Linked DNA regions of Rattus norvegicus: regions 1 and 3 are each linked to region 2. The links are chromatin contacts, called in public Hi-C maps. All regions are on one chromosome and are shown on one strand. Each heading gives the region's core, a stretch centred on a gene start, on an enhancer-like site or on the middle of the called end of the contact. The rest is flanking DNA. Distances are from core to core; before and after follow the strand shown. Region 1 holds the start of Wnk1 (WNK lysine deficient protein kinase 1). Region 2 overlaps Ninj2 (ninjurin 2). Region 3 overlaps Ninj2 (ninjurin 2).

The links. A called contact is a pair of places that touch in the nucleus more often than the background predicts.
Region 1: a contact with region 2 is called in a Hi-C map of liver, with 7 times the contacts expected there. The contact joins the promoter of Wnk1 here to the enhancer-like site in region 2. A contact is called at or near these places in 3 of 12 Hi-C or Micro-C datasets (the A7r5 cell line, the Rat2 cell line and liver).
Region 3: a Hi-C map of liver shows a contact between it and region 2, with 1.8 times the contacts expected there. The contact joins two enhancer-like sites. A contact is called at or near these places in 3 of 12 Hi-C or Micro-C datasets (the Rat2 cell line, kidney and liver).

The regions. Positions count from the first base shown.
Region 1 is chr4:154,924,511-154,928,192 of GRCr8, reverse strand. It overlaps Wnk1 (WNK lysine deficient protein kinase 1), which reads left to right and starts at 2,046. Exons shown (of 28, transcript NM_001002823.2): 1 at 2,046-2,969. The coding sequence starts at 2,211.
Region 2 is chr4:154,997,246-155,001,279 of GRCr8, reverse strand. The region is part of intron 1 of Ninj2 (ninjurin 2); the gene reads right to left. Among named protein-coding and RNA genes, the nearest start is that of Ninj2, 20 kb to the right of the region's middle. Within about 2 kb of position 1,614, at least 42 of the 93 cell types and tissues checked have an H3K27ac peak or open chromatin away from gene starts, as enhancers often do. A contact at or near this core is called in the A7r5 cell line and liver, where this site is marked.
Region 3 is chr4:155,070,030-155,073,750 of GRCr8, reverse strand. All of the region lies in intron 1 of Ninj2 (ninjurin 2), which reads right to left. Among named protein-coding and RNA genes, the nearest start is that of Trnaa-agc80, 69 kb to the left of the region's middle. Within about 2 kb of position 1,945, at least 40 of the 93 cell types and tissues checked have an H3K27ac peak or open chromatin away from gene starts, as enhancers often do. A contact at or near this core is called in liver, where this site is marked.

The sequences.
Region 1 (3,682 bases), core at 797-3,296, 74 kb after region 2:
CGGTTGCGTACGTTTAAGCGCTTCCCGCTCTCACCGGTTGGGTTAAGACTTGTAACTGCCATCTGGCTCAGAAATTTGATTTCCTTCTCTGTCTGGTGCCCCCTGGTGCTCATTACAACTATAATCTTACGTAGTAGCAAAGGTGGTCCAGGAAGCACTAGGGATATTTTGAAGAGAAGAATTCCATTACTGTAACTGCACGGATCTAGGTTTCCCTAGTTCCGCGTCTTGGTGTTATTCACATATGTATACATATGCTAAAGGGGATGCTTTACTGAGCCACCGAGGGGGAGTATAACAAAACAAAAGGAAAATAAATTTTACTCAAATATAGAGGCGAAAGTCAACTATGTCCTCTCAAATTTGTAATCAAAGATCAAAGACGTAGACTACTTTCGAACTCGACCTCCTCCTTTGCCTGTCACCCGCCTCTCCCCGCCCCCCACAACTCTGGTTCCCGTTAAGTTTCTGGCAAAGCAAAGAGGTCCGCTCTGATCCTGGGTTTTATTTAGTAGGCAGCCCATCTTTGCAGCCAAAGTACTTGTTTGGAAACTGGAGATGAGCATGTGGCTTTAGTTGTTGTGAAGAGAAGGATGGAATATATTTTGTCTTCCCTAACCCATCTAATCAACAGTGATCTTATGTGTACTCTTCACAAAGTTTCCCGGAACTCTTCGAACTCAGGCTCTATCCAGCTTTACCTTCTTCTTCACTCCCACACCTCTAATCACTCAACACTAAGGAGGCTCTCCATTAAAGACGAACAACAGATCATTTTTCAATCCATGGCAGCTTTATGAGCTGTCTAAGTAGAGCATGACGGAAGTCTCTCATTCTCTCTTTTCTTTTTTCTCTCCTTTCTTCTCTTCTTTTGCGATTGATTCTTAAATAATGATTTTGATAGGGAGTACTGAGTTTGGAATGGAATTGAGCGACCCAGGATGACGCTCCCATCAGGCTTTCAGAAGGGGCGGTTTTCAAAAAAGAAACTACAATTCCCAGGAGGCACCAGGCTAGAGCAATCGCAGGGCATCACGGAAGTAGTAGGCGCGTTCCTCCTAGGCCCATTTCACGGTTTTCACTCAGAAACTACAAATCCCATCGTGTCTCGAGCTCCGCACGCCTGCGCGAGAGCCCCCGAGCGCGATGTGGGCGGGGCCGCCCCGGGCGGCGGGGGGCGGGGTCCAAGCGGGCTGTGTGGAGGCTTCAGACATCGGCGCCATTTAAAGCGGAGAGTTTCCCGGGCGGACGCGTTTCTTCTGCTCGGCCATCCCGTACTCCCTTCTTCGCTGACAGAAGGCTCCTAGTGGGGTGACTGCTCTCTTCTCTCCCTTTCCCCCTCCTCCCAGTTCTTTCGGTCTCCTCTCCTCCTGGTCAGAGAAGTAGCGGAGCCCGGGCCCCGCGGTGAGCGGCCCTCCCCTCCCCACAGTTCCCTCCCTCCTCTGCCCCCGGCGCCGTCCAGAGAGGGGAAGAGGTTCGCCAGGCCCGGGGCGGGCGGGGAGGCCTCGGGGACGGGGGGGGCCGCTCCTCAGGCTTCGAGGCTTCGAGGCTTCCGCCCTCAGCATCTAGTGATGGGCGCCCTCTGAGACTGGTCCCCTCTTCGGGGCGCGTGCTGCCTGAGGCGGCGGCCGAGAGACCGGGAACCCGGGCCTCGGCCCTCCTTCCCCTGCGCGGCCCCTCCCACTCCTGTGCCCCGGGCTGCCACCGCCCGGCGTCGGGGCTCGTCCCTCGCGCGCTGTGCCTCCGCCCTCAGGGCCTATCCCGCCGTGCTCGGCGGGCGGCGGCGGCGGCGGCTGCGGCGGGAGCTTAGCCGTCTTCACTTTCGTCGCATCCGCTCGCCTGGGAGCCAATTCCGCGCCCTGCTCCTCATGACTGCGGCGCTTCTGCTGCCACAGCCCTACCGGCCTCCGCTGGCTGCAGGATGGATGCGGACTGTGCGGCGCTAACCCCCGTGGCTCCGCTCCCTCCTCGCTCGCCGACGAGCCCGCTCCGTGAGCCGCAGCAGCCTCGGTGCCAGCAGCCGCCGCAGCCGGACTCAGTGTCCCGCGTCGCCCTCGGGGCGCCTTGTCAGTGCTGAGTGGGAGTCGTCCGGTGGCTCCGAGCCCGCCGTAGGAGCGCTGCCCAGCACTTCTTGGTGGCTTCTCCGGGCCACCCTTTTCCCTTTTCATTCATAAATCCGAGCCCGCATTCTTCACTCCACCGGACCAACCATGTCTGACGGCACCGCAGAGAAGCAGAGCGGCACTCCTGGCTTCCTTTCGCCTCCGGCTCCAGTCCCCAAGAATGGCTCAAGCTCCGATTCTTCCGTGGGCGAGAAACTGGGGGCCGCGGTCGCCGACTCCGGAATTGGCAGGACAGAGGAATACCGGCGCCGCCGGCACACTATGGACAAGGACAGTCGTGGGGCGGCCGCCACCACTACCCCCACGGAGCACCGATTTTTCCGCCGAAGCGTCATCTGCGACTCCAATGCCACGGCGTTGGAGCTGCCGGGCCTCCCTCTCTCTATCCCTCAACCTAGTGTACCCGCAGTGGTGCCTCAGAGTGCTCCACCCGAGCCTCACAGAGAGGAAACTTTGACGGCCACCGTTGCTTCCCAGGTGTCTCAGCAACCCTCGGCTGCTGCCTCCCCTGGGGAACAAGCCGTTGTAGGCTCGGCCACCGCGACCGTCCCCAGCAGTACCAGCAAAGACCGCCCGGTGTCCCAGCCCAGCCTCGTGGGTAGCAAAGAGGAGCCGCCGCCGTCCAGAAGTGGAAGTGGCAGCGGTGGTGCCAGTGCCAAAGAGCCGCAGGAGGAAAGGAACCAGCAACAGGATGATATCGAAGAGCTGGAGACCAAGGCAGTGGGAATGTCCAATGACGGTCGCTTTCTCAAATTTGACATCGAAATCGGCAGAGGCTCCTTTAAGACGGTCTACAAAGGTCTGGACACCGAAACCACTGTGGAAGTCGCCTGGTGTGAATTGCAGGTAATGCCCCACCTCCCTTCTTATTCTGTTGTTTGGATCCCAAATTTGACTCGGTTAAGCCAGTTTGTCGAGTTCACTCTTTACTTGTAATTCTGTGACTCTGAGAGGAGGGCGGGGGAGGCCAGCATCCGAAGAGGTGGAAATTGGGAGATTGTGGAGCCTGTAGTTAGGTGTTTGGAAAACGATAGGAACTATTGGTGTCGAGGGATTGTTATCAGGCAGGGGATAAAACGTCATTTAAGTACAAACTTGTGTGTTTAATGTCTGCCAGGAAACATGGAATTATTGGAAAAGGGTTTCCCTCCTTGTGCTGGGGATTGAACAAGTGGGGCCTGGACAAGTGCTTTCCCACTGAGCTATATATATCCTCAGCCTTTGGGAACATTTTTTGTGTTAAGTAAATATCAAATCTTTTTGTTCCTGTGCACGTCAGTCTCATTTAAGTCTCTGCAATAATGAACTGCCTTGTGTGTGTCCATCTCTAAGATCGGGTTGTTAGACCAGACCCTGTACTTGATAGCAGCATAGACATTTAGTAGATAATAAGACAGAAATGCTTTCTAGATGTGACAGGGCATGCCTGAAAATCTCTACTACTGTAGAGGCTGAGGCAGGAGAACTTCAAGTTCAAGGCCATTCTGGACTGCATAGTAAGACATTGCCTTAAAACCATCAAAACTCTCTTTTCTTTCCCTTTAAGGATAAGTGCTTTC
Region 2 (4,034 bases), core at 365-2,864:
CAAAGAAGGAAATGAACAAAAAAAGGCCCTATCTGACATCAGTCTTCTGTTTCTTCATAGATTCTCAGTCACCGTCATTTGTTGTGAGCTAGTGTAGAATTCAGTAAATTTTTGTTTCCTTTTTTCCTAGGAGAATAAATGATACATCCTAGGCAGTTAGCATAAGGCCTGCCATGACAACTGTCACACCCTCATAGCATTTACCCGGACAGATATTGCCTCTGGTGTCCTCCCTGAAAGAACCCATTTAACCTTTACAACTGTCTTCTAAGAAAATAAGGCACAGACAGGGTAAGTAATTTCCCCAAGAGCAGACAGCCCAGCAAAAAAGAGACGGGTCCAGGATTCAAACCCAGGCAGTTCAGCGCCAGAGCCTTTGTCTTTAACCACACTTCTGAAGGCAATTGGAGACTCCAACCCTTCCCAATGTCATCCCTGTTCGTACATTGTGTATGCACCTTCATTAGAGTACTCGGAGTACTATGTGAGAATTTTCTGGAAAGATACACAGACACACATGCTCTCACACACATACTCACACAGACACACACATTCACACAAGCATACACAAACATATGCACTCACACACATACTCACACAGACACACACATTCATATAAGCATACACAAACACACACACTCACACAGGAACACACACTCATACTCACACAGACACACTTACACAGACATACTCACACACACACAGACCTACTCACACACATACACACACTCACACACACAGACACACGCACTCACAAATGCAAACACACACAGACACACATGCACTCACAACATATTCACATAGACACACACATTCATACAATCATACACAAATTTACACTCTCACACATGCATACATACTTATATTCAGACACACTTACACAAACACACACACAGACCCTCTCTCCTCTCTCTCTCTCACACACACACACTCACACATGCATACACACTCACACACAGACACACACACTCACAAATGCAAACACACACAGACACACACACAGATACACACATAGATATATACATAGACACACATGCACTCACACGCATACACAAACACACACTCACACACATGCAGACACACACACACATGCAGTCACACACACACACACACACACACACACCCCTGGTTCTTTCTGTGAGTTTCAAAGTTTGAAGTACCTGTAAGGAGCTATTGATGCATTCTGGACACTATGTGTGGTTTGTGACTGACAGAACATGACCATTTATTGAGACCTTAGTCATACGATATACATAGATCTCCAACTCCAAGCCACTAAGAACCACCGCTTAGTAGACAAGAGTGACAGTACCCTGGAGGAGAGAGGCCTAAGAGAGCCGGGAGTCTGCGGTATGAAGTTTCTAGGACCCCGGTTCTGCCTTGGCAAAACCCTTAAGGATCAAGTTTGCAGCAGTCAGAAAGTAAAGTAGGAAACTCTCTTGTCTGAGATCCAGGAAAGCCTGGTGGAGATGACCCCAGCTCAGCACTGTTTTGGATTAAATTAGCAGCCCTCAACCTGCCAGATCTATTGTCACAGTGAAATGCGTTTCCAGTCCACAAGCGGAATGTTTGCTCTCTGGCAGCCAAAAGCACTTGGAACAGGCAACGATGATCTCATAAAGCAGGAAATCTGAGCAGTTAGTCAGATGATTAACGTGTTTTTGAGCTGGAGGAGCAGAGTGCCATTTAATGAAAATATCATTGTAGGCGCAGGAGTTTCCAAGTTGGGCGACAGCTTAGAAACTCATCACTTCAAGTCCTTGCTCTGTTAATATGGAAACTGACTCTTGGTCTGTGTGCTTGTGTGTGTTTTTTGAGACAGGATCTCTATGCATCCCTGCCCTGGAACTGGCTATATAGACCAGGCTTGACCTGGAAGTCTCAGGAATCTGCTTATCTCTGTCCTTGGGATGTTGGCTGGGATTACAAGCATGTGCACCCATCATGCTCAGATAAATTGACACTTTAAACAAAAATAGGAGAAATCAGGACTTTTGACTAAAAAAAAAAGTGTAATTTTTCCACTATTTCCTTCCTCCCTTGCAAGACCTGAAACCTTGTGTCTCCAGTGCGGTCTGGGTGCCTGGTGACTCCGTTTTCTTTTTAGCTCGTTCTTTCTTTCTTTCTTTCTTTCTTTCTTTCTTTCTTTCTTTCTTTCTTTCCTTCCTTCCTTCCTTCCTTCCTTCCTCTCTTTCTTTCCTTCTTTCTTGCTGACTCCCTTTGAGTATTTTGCCTGCTTGCAAGTTTGTGTATCATGTGCGTGCCTGGTAACTAGAAGTATCCATGATATTCCCTAGAACTAGAGTTACAGGTGGTTAAGAGCCACCGTGTGGGTGCTGGGAATCGAACCCAGGTCCTCTGCAAGAATAACAAGTGCTCTTAACTGCTGAGCCATCCATCTCTCAGTCCCTTAGTGGTTTCTTTTTAAGGGGTGTGTTCTGTTTAGTGTTGGGAATAGGGCCTGGGTTTTCACACAGACGTAAGCCTGGCCCTACTACTCAACTATACCCTTAGCCAGTTTTCCCCCTTTGGTTTGACTTTCAATTCTAGAATCAAGCAACATTTCAGTTTGTAAAGTCCCCATTTTAGTTGTCTTACTTGCGTTAGCACACTCTTCTTCTTCCCCCGTGGTTCCCACATTGCAGAGTGCTTTCAGCTCTAGTCCTGAAGAAAGGAGCTGCTGGTTAGAAGGTGGGGTTAGCCCTTCCTCAGTCTGTACACTCTACTTTAGAGACAGGTCCTACAGGTAGTCTGTAGATCTTTCTCTTATCTAGTCATGCTTATGAGATAAAATTATTTGACAGTCTGCTTGTACTGATTTTCAAATAATAAAAACCAGCCACGAGCTGGAATCTCAGTAAAACCCACATTTTTTGCCTTGCAAATGTACAAAAGCTTTCTTGCCCCTCACACGACCACCCAACGTCTTCAGGTTGTATGGGTTTATAGCAAGGTTCTGGGTGCAGAGGTTCTGAACTATAGCTTAGTTTTGTATTCTCTATACCAGGCAGAAAGGGTGGGAAAAGAGATAAGCCCCAAACTTGGATGCTCCTCTCAGAAGTCAGGTGAGAATTTCACACACACTTTTGACTTTCTTGGTAAATTCTAGCAGAATTCTTAAACACTGCCCTAGTATTGCTGATATAGAAAATGTCCTAACATGCTTCAAAATGGTCCTGCATAGGCCTCACCCAGCGGTCTGGCAGCATCCGTTATGCCTTTCGAGCTTGTCTTGTATTCTCCATACAAGCTCGCATGGCCGTGAGCAAATGAACTTCTCTCAACTTTTAAATGTTCTCATCTATAAAATGGATTTACTCTGACCAGAAGAAAAACAAAACCAAGCAAAGCAACATCTCAACAGCAAAACATCGGGCCTTCGAAAAGCGGTAGCTGTCACTCTGAGGTGACTGCGGTAGCTGTAACAGAAGGGAAGCCTTGGGGGGAAACTCAGCAGGAAACCAAGAACTCCTCTTCTGCGAAAAAAGGAACTGAAACAACTCTGCTGGGCCCTGCAAGCAGGGCTGAGCTCCAGAGTTTGCTGTGCAAGGGCTGGAGACCTTCAGCCTGGCTCTGGAGGAGTGGAGGAACCAGTCTGCTCTGGAGCTCTCGGCTAGGCAGCCAGGGAGTGCTCCCCGATGGCTGCAGTCAGCTGACCTTGTGCGAACACTCCCCCTTCACCCCCTCAACCCCCGCTGTCCCCAGTTCCCCCTCCCTCATCTCCACTCCCTCCTCCCCTCCAGGCTTGCAAAGTTCAAATCCAGGCAGAAAGGAGTGTGACTTGTACCGACACTAGAAATGCTAGTAGTCTTCAAAGTTCCAGCCTTCACACCTACATCGGTGCAGCTGCTTGCTGTACGGCTCTCAGAACTTGGTAAAGAGAGAGTGAACTCGGTTCAGGGCCTCGACCGTATTTACAGAACGTTGTCCATTACTCCTCACAAGAACCCTCTGGAGTGTGTACAGTTGCTCTAGGGCTGTAGGACCAAGGCTCTACGGTGACTGGGTTGGGGACACCTCAGAGGCAGGGCCCT
Region 3 (3,721 bases), core at 696-3,195, 72 kb before region 2:
TGTCTTGCAGCTTGTGCTGAGGCCAAGGAGGTGGTGACAGAGTGTGTGTGTGTGTGTGAGTGTGTGTGTGTGTGTGTGTGTGTGTGTGTGTGTGTGTGTGTGTGTCTGTGCCTGTTGGACCTTGGAAGTCACACCACTTAACCCACAGACTTTAGAAATGACTTCCAAGTAAGTGTCTGTGAGGTCAGATTAGTTAAAAACCAAGGCTCTCCCAGCTAACCCCACAAAGGCCAATAGTTACATGGGACACAAGGACTCATTTGACAAAGGACTGCTCTGAGTCACTCTAAGAACACCAATGATAACATTTTCCTATGGGCTGCCCCTCCCACCCCCAACACACCAGGCCGCCCACCCTCTGTGAGCTGTTTTCCATCCCCTCTCAAGCCCCTCACCATCCTTCAGGACCTTGCTTCTCCTTCCAGAAGCAGCTGAGACTGGTCCACCTCTAAAAACTTTCAGGGGAGCAGTGAGCCTTAATTCAAACCTCTGGCCAGGTGTTTAACATTGACTGTCGGTGGGCCTAGGAAGATTAACGAGTACTGGAAGGGGTGAGAAGCTGGGAAACAGATCCTTCCAAATAGATATTAAAAAAAAGTGTTGGGGTTGGGGATTTAGCTCAGTGGTAGAGCGCTTGCCTAGCAAGCGCAAGGCCCTGGGTTCGGTCCCCAGCTCCGAAAAAAAGAAAAGAAAAAAAAGTGTTATAATCTCAATTTTAGTCTCTCTCATGTTTGCCTATGTGTGTATCTGTGTGTGTGTGTGTGTGTGTGTGTGTGTGTGTGTGTGTGTGTGTGTTACCAGGCTTTCACACATGCACACCATGCATTCTGCCACTGGGCTCCACCTCCAGCCTCTCTACCTTTTCTTGCTGTTGCTTTAAGAGCCCGTTTTACAGAGGATGTGGGTTTAGAAGGTGTAGGCCTCTCTGAACTCAGGTCTTGCTTTCATTTTGCGCTTAGCTGAGCTTCTCTCCTGAAGGCCAGTTTTCCTGCGTCCACAGGGTGGCGTATGAGGTTCAAAGAAGCTGCTTGGATACTCAGTGATATTTCAGCCCCTAGGAAGTGCCCCACCACCACATGGCAGGACAGAATTGTGGAACCTGAAGACCTGAGTCTGAGCACACAGGTGGATGGCCTAGAACCTGCCAGACACAACTGTTAAGGGACAGCTAAAGAAAGCAGTGCTAGCTGAACCTGGTGGTATTGCCAGAAATATCAACGTACGGGAGACTGAGACAGGAGAATTTTGAATTTAAGGCCATTCTTGGCCACACAGAATGATACCAAAACAAAGCAAAGAAACAGGAAGCTGGGTCAGAGAGGGATGACGAAGGGATCTCCAGGCCGGGAAGGCTATAGACCTGCAACGTGGGAGGAAGGTGTCTCAGTGGGAGGTGCTGTGAGACTCTGGAGGAAATTGCTTTGAAGAGGGTCCCCTCTTTGGATCTTTGCAAGTGAGAAAAAGATTCCCTACCCCCTACCATCTCTATCTCCCAAACTCTCCACCCCCAAGACCTGCTGGGCCTGAGGATGGAATCAGCTGTTCTCCTAAACCCATGCTTCTCAACCTTCCCAATGCCTTGACCCTTTAACACAAGTTGTTCATATCGTGATGATCCCCAACCATAAAGTAATTTTCAGTGCTACTTATGGCTGCCATTTTTGCTATTGTTGTGAATCATAATGTAGATATCTATGTTTTCCAATAGAGGGGTCTCAACTCTCAGATTGAGAACCACGTACTGCCCTAAAGTCTGCCCTATAGCATCCTTCTCCCTAGCCACAAGCCTACTAGAAACTCCACCCATCAGGGATCTGGCTAAGTGAGGGACATGGGATGGCGGCAGGGTGGTGCCTTGGAAGATCTGGCCCTTTAAGGCCAGAGCCCTGGCGGGTCAGAACAAAGGCCCGGGAATGTGGGCTGGATCAGGGAGCAGAGCCATTTAGCATGAGTCATTCCTGTTTCAGGGAGTCAGAATCCTACTTGCCTTGGCCTTTCCCATGGGCCAAGGGACAGCATCCAGGGCCTGTCTACAAAGCTTGTACCAGGTAGCTGGAAGCTCCTAGCCAGCTCAAATCCCTCTAGGGAGGAGGTTCATGAGCTTGGGCTCCTGGCTTTGGGGCTCAGTTCTACCCAGAATGTGGGTGCTCAGTTCTATATCTATACAACAGGAGGAAAACTCAGGCCTCTGGAGGAGTTGAGCTGTGGGGAGGCAGAGTGAGTCTTCTTCCCTAGAAGTAAAAGCAGAATCCAAGATTGTGAGATCTATCTCACAATGGTCATCTCTCAGAGTCTTACTCAGGGCCTACTCTCCTTCGTTCTATACACTCACTCAATAACAGAGGGACACTGAGTCCAAGGCTGGGGTCCAGGAATCCTGCCAGTCAGGGATGCCTAGGAACCTGAAGGCAGCTGTAGTTGGTGTGAGCTGAGGGGGGTGATGCCAAGGGAATAGGGGGTAATGCCAGAAGTCCATTCTGGGGCCCAGAGTGCCTCCAGGACTAAAGCATGTACGTTTTATGATTGGGGTGCTTAGGTAGGGGTCGACCCCTACCTAATCAAAGACCCAATTCCCTCCTCTTGCCTCACCTCCCCCATTCCAATTTACAATTCCTTTAGCCCCCTTGCCAGGCCCCACCCAACCCCAAGACTGGGGATTCCATCCCTTCAAGTTAGCTCTTTAATTTAGTCCATCTTTGTTGTCTGTAATTTCACTTCTTTACACAATTCAAGTGAACAGGAAGGGACTGACTGGCTCTTTCAACAGAAAAGTAAACACATTGTCACGTTGTCTATTGACATTCTGGTTATCAGGGACCGTGATGTCCACCAGCTCATTCTGCTTTTTCTTAGAAATGAGATTACAGGGATGCTGTCTCATGGTGTGAGTGTGTGTGTGTGTGTGTGTGTGTGTGTGTGTGTGTGTCGTGGAAGTTGGATAAAATTGTTCTATCAAGAGGCTCCAAAAGACCCAGAGCCCAGCTGAAGGTGGAGACCTGGTCCCTTGCCTGATCTGTCAAGCTGGTGTGTAAGCAGGCCAGCTCTCCCTACCCTGTCCATGTCTGTGCAAGTTCGGAGCTGAGTTCTTTTTAGCAGAGACATCTAAGAATGAGGAGTCGCCCTCCTCTGGGTGGAGCATCTCAGGCTTGAGAATATCCGCTGAGAGGAATTAAGGCCAGGCAGCTGTGGGGCCAGGCCAGGCTAGAGACAGTGAATCACTTTGCCCCATGCAGCCCCAGGCACTGGTGACCTTTGGATGAGTCACTCCTGTCAATTTTGAGAAAAGCCATGCAGGCAGTCCTTCTGTGTGTCAGCTCAAACCCAGGCTATACACAGAGTAGGTCAAATGATGACCTTTCAGTTGGCCTCAGAGAAGTAGTCTACCTAGGAATTCCAAGAGCATCTGGAAAATTGGTGGTGAGTCCCAGGCTTCCGGAGGCTGATTTCTCACCCCAGGAAAGGGTGGGTCCAGCCTAGAGTGGTTGTTTAAATGTTAACCTCAGGAAAACTATTCTACTAATGGGTTTTAAGTAGGGGTTGGGATGTTCAGCTGCCCTATCAGAGTCCAGCTTGGGAAGGTGATGGACTTGCCCCACTCTGTTGCATACATGCCTACACTGGAACCATGGAGGCCCAATATACTGTGTGGCCGTGTAGCTCCGACATGCTGGAGTCATGTAGGCCCAATATATCGTGTGGTTATGTAGTTCCGACATGCTGG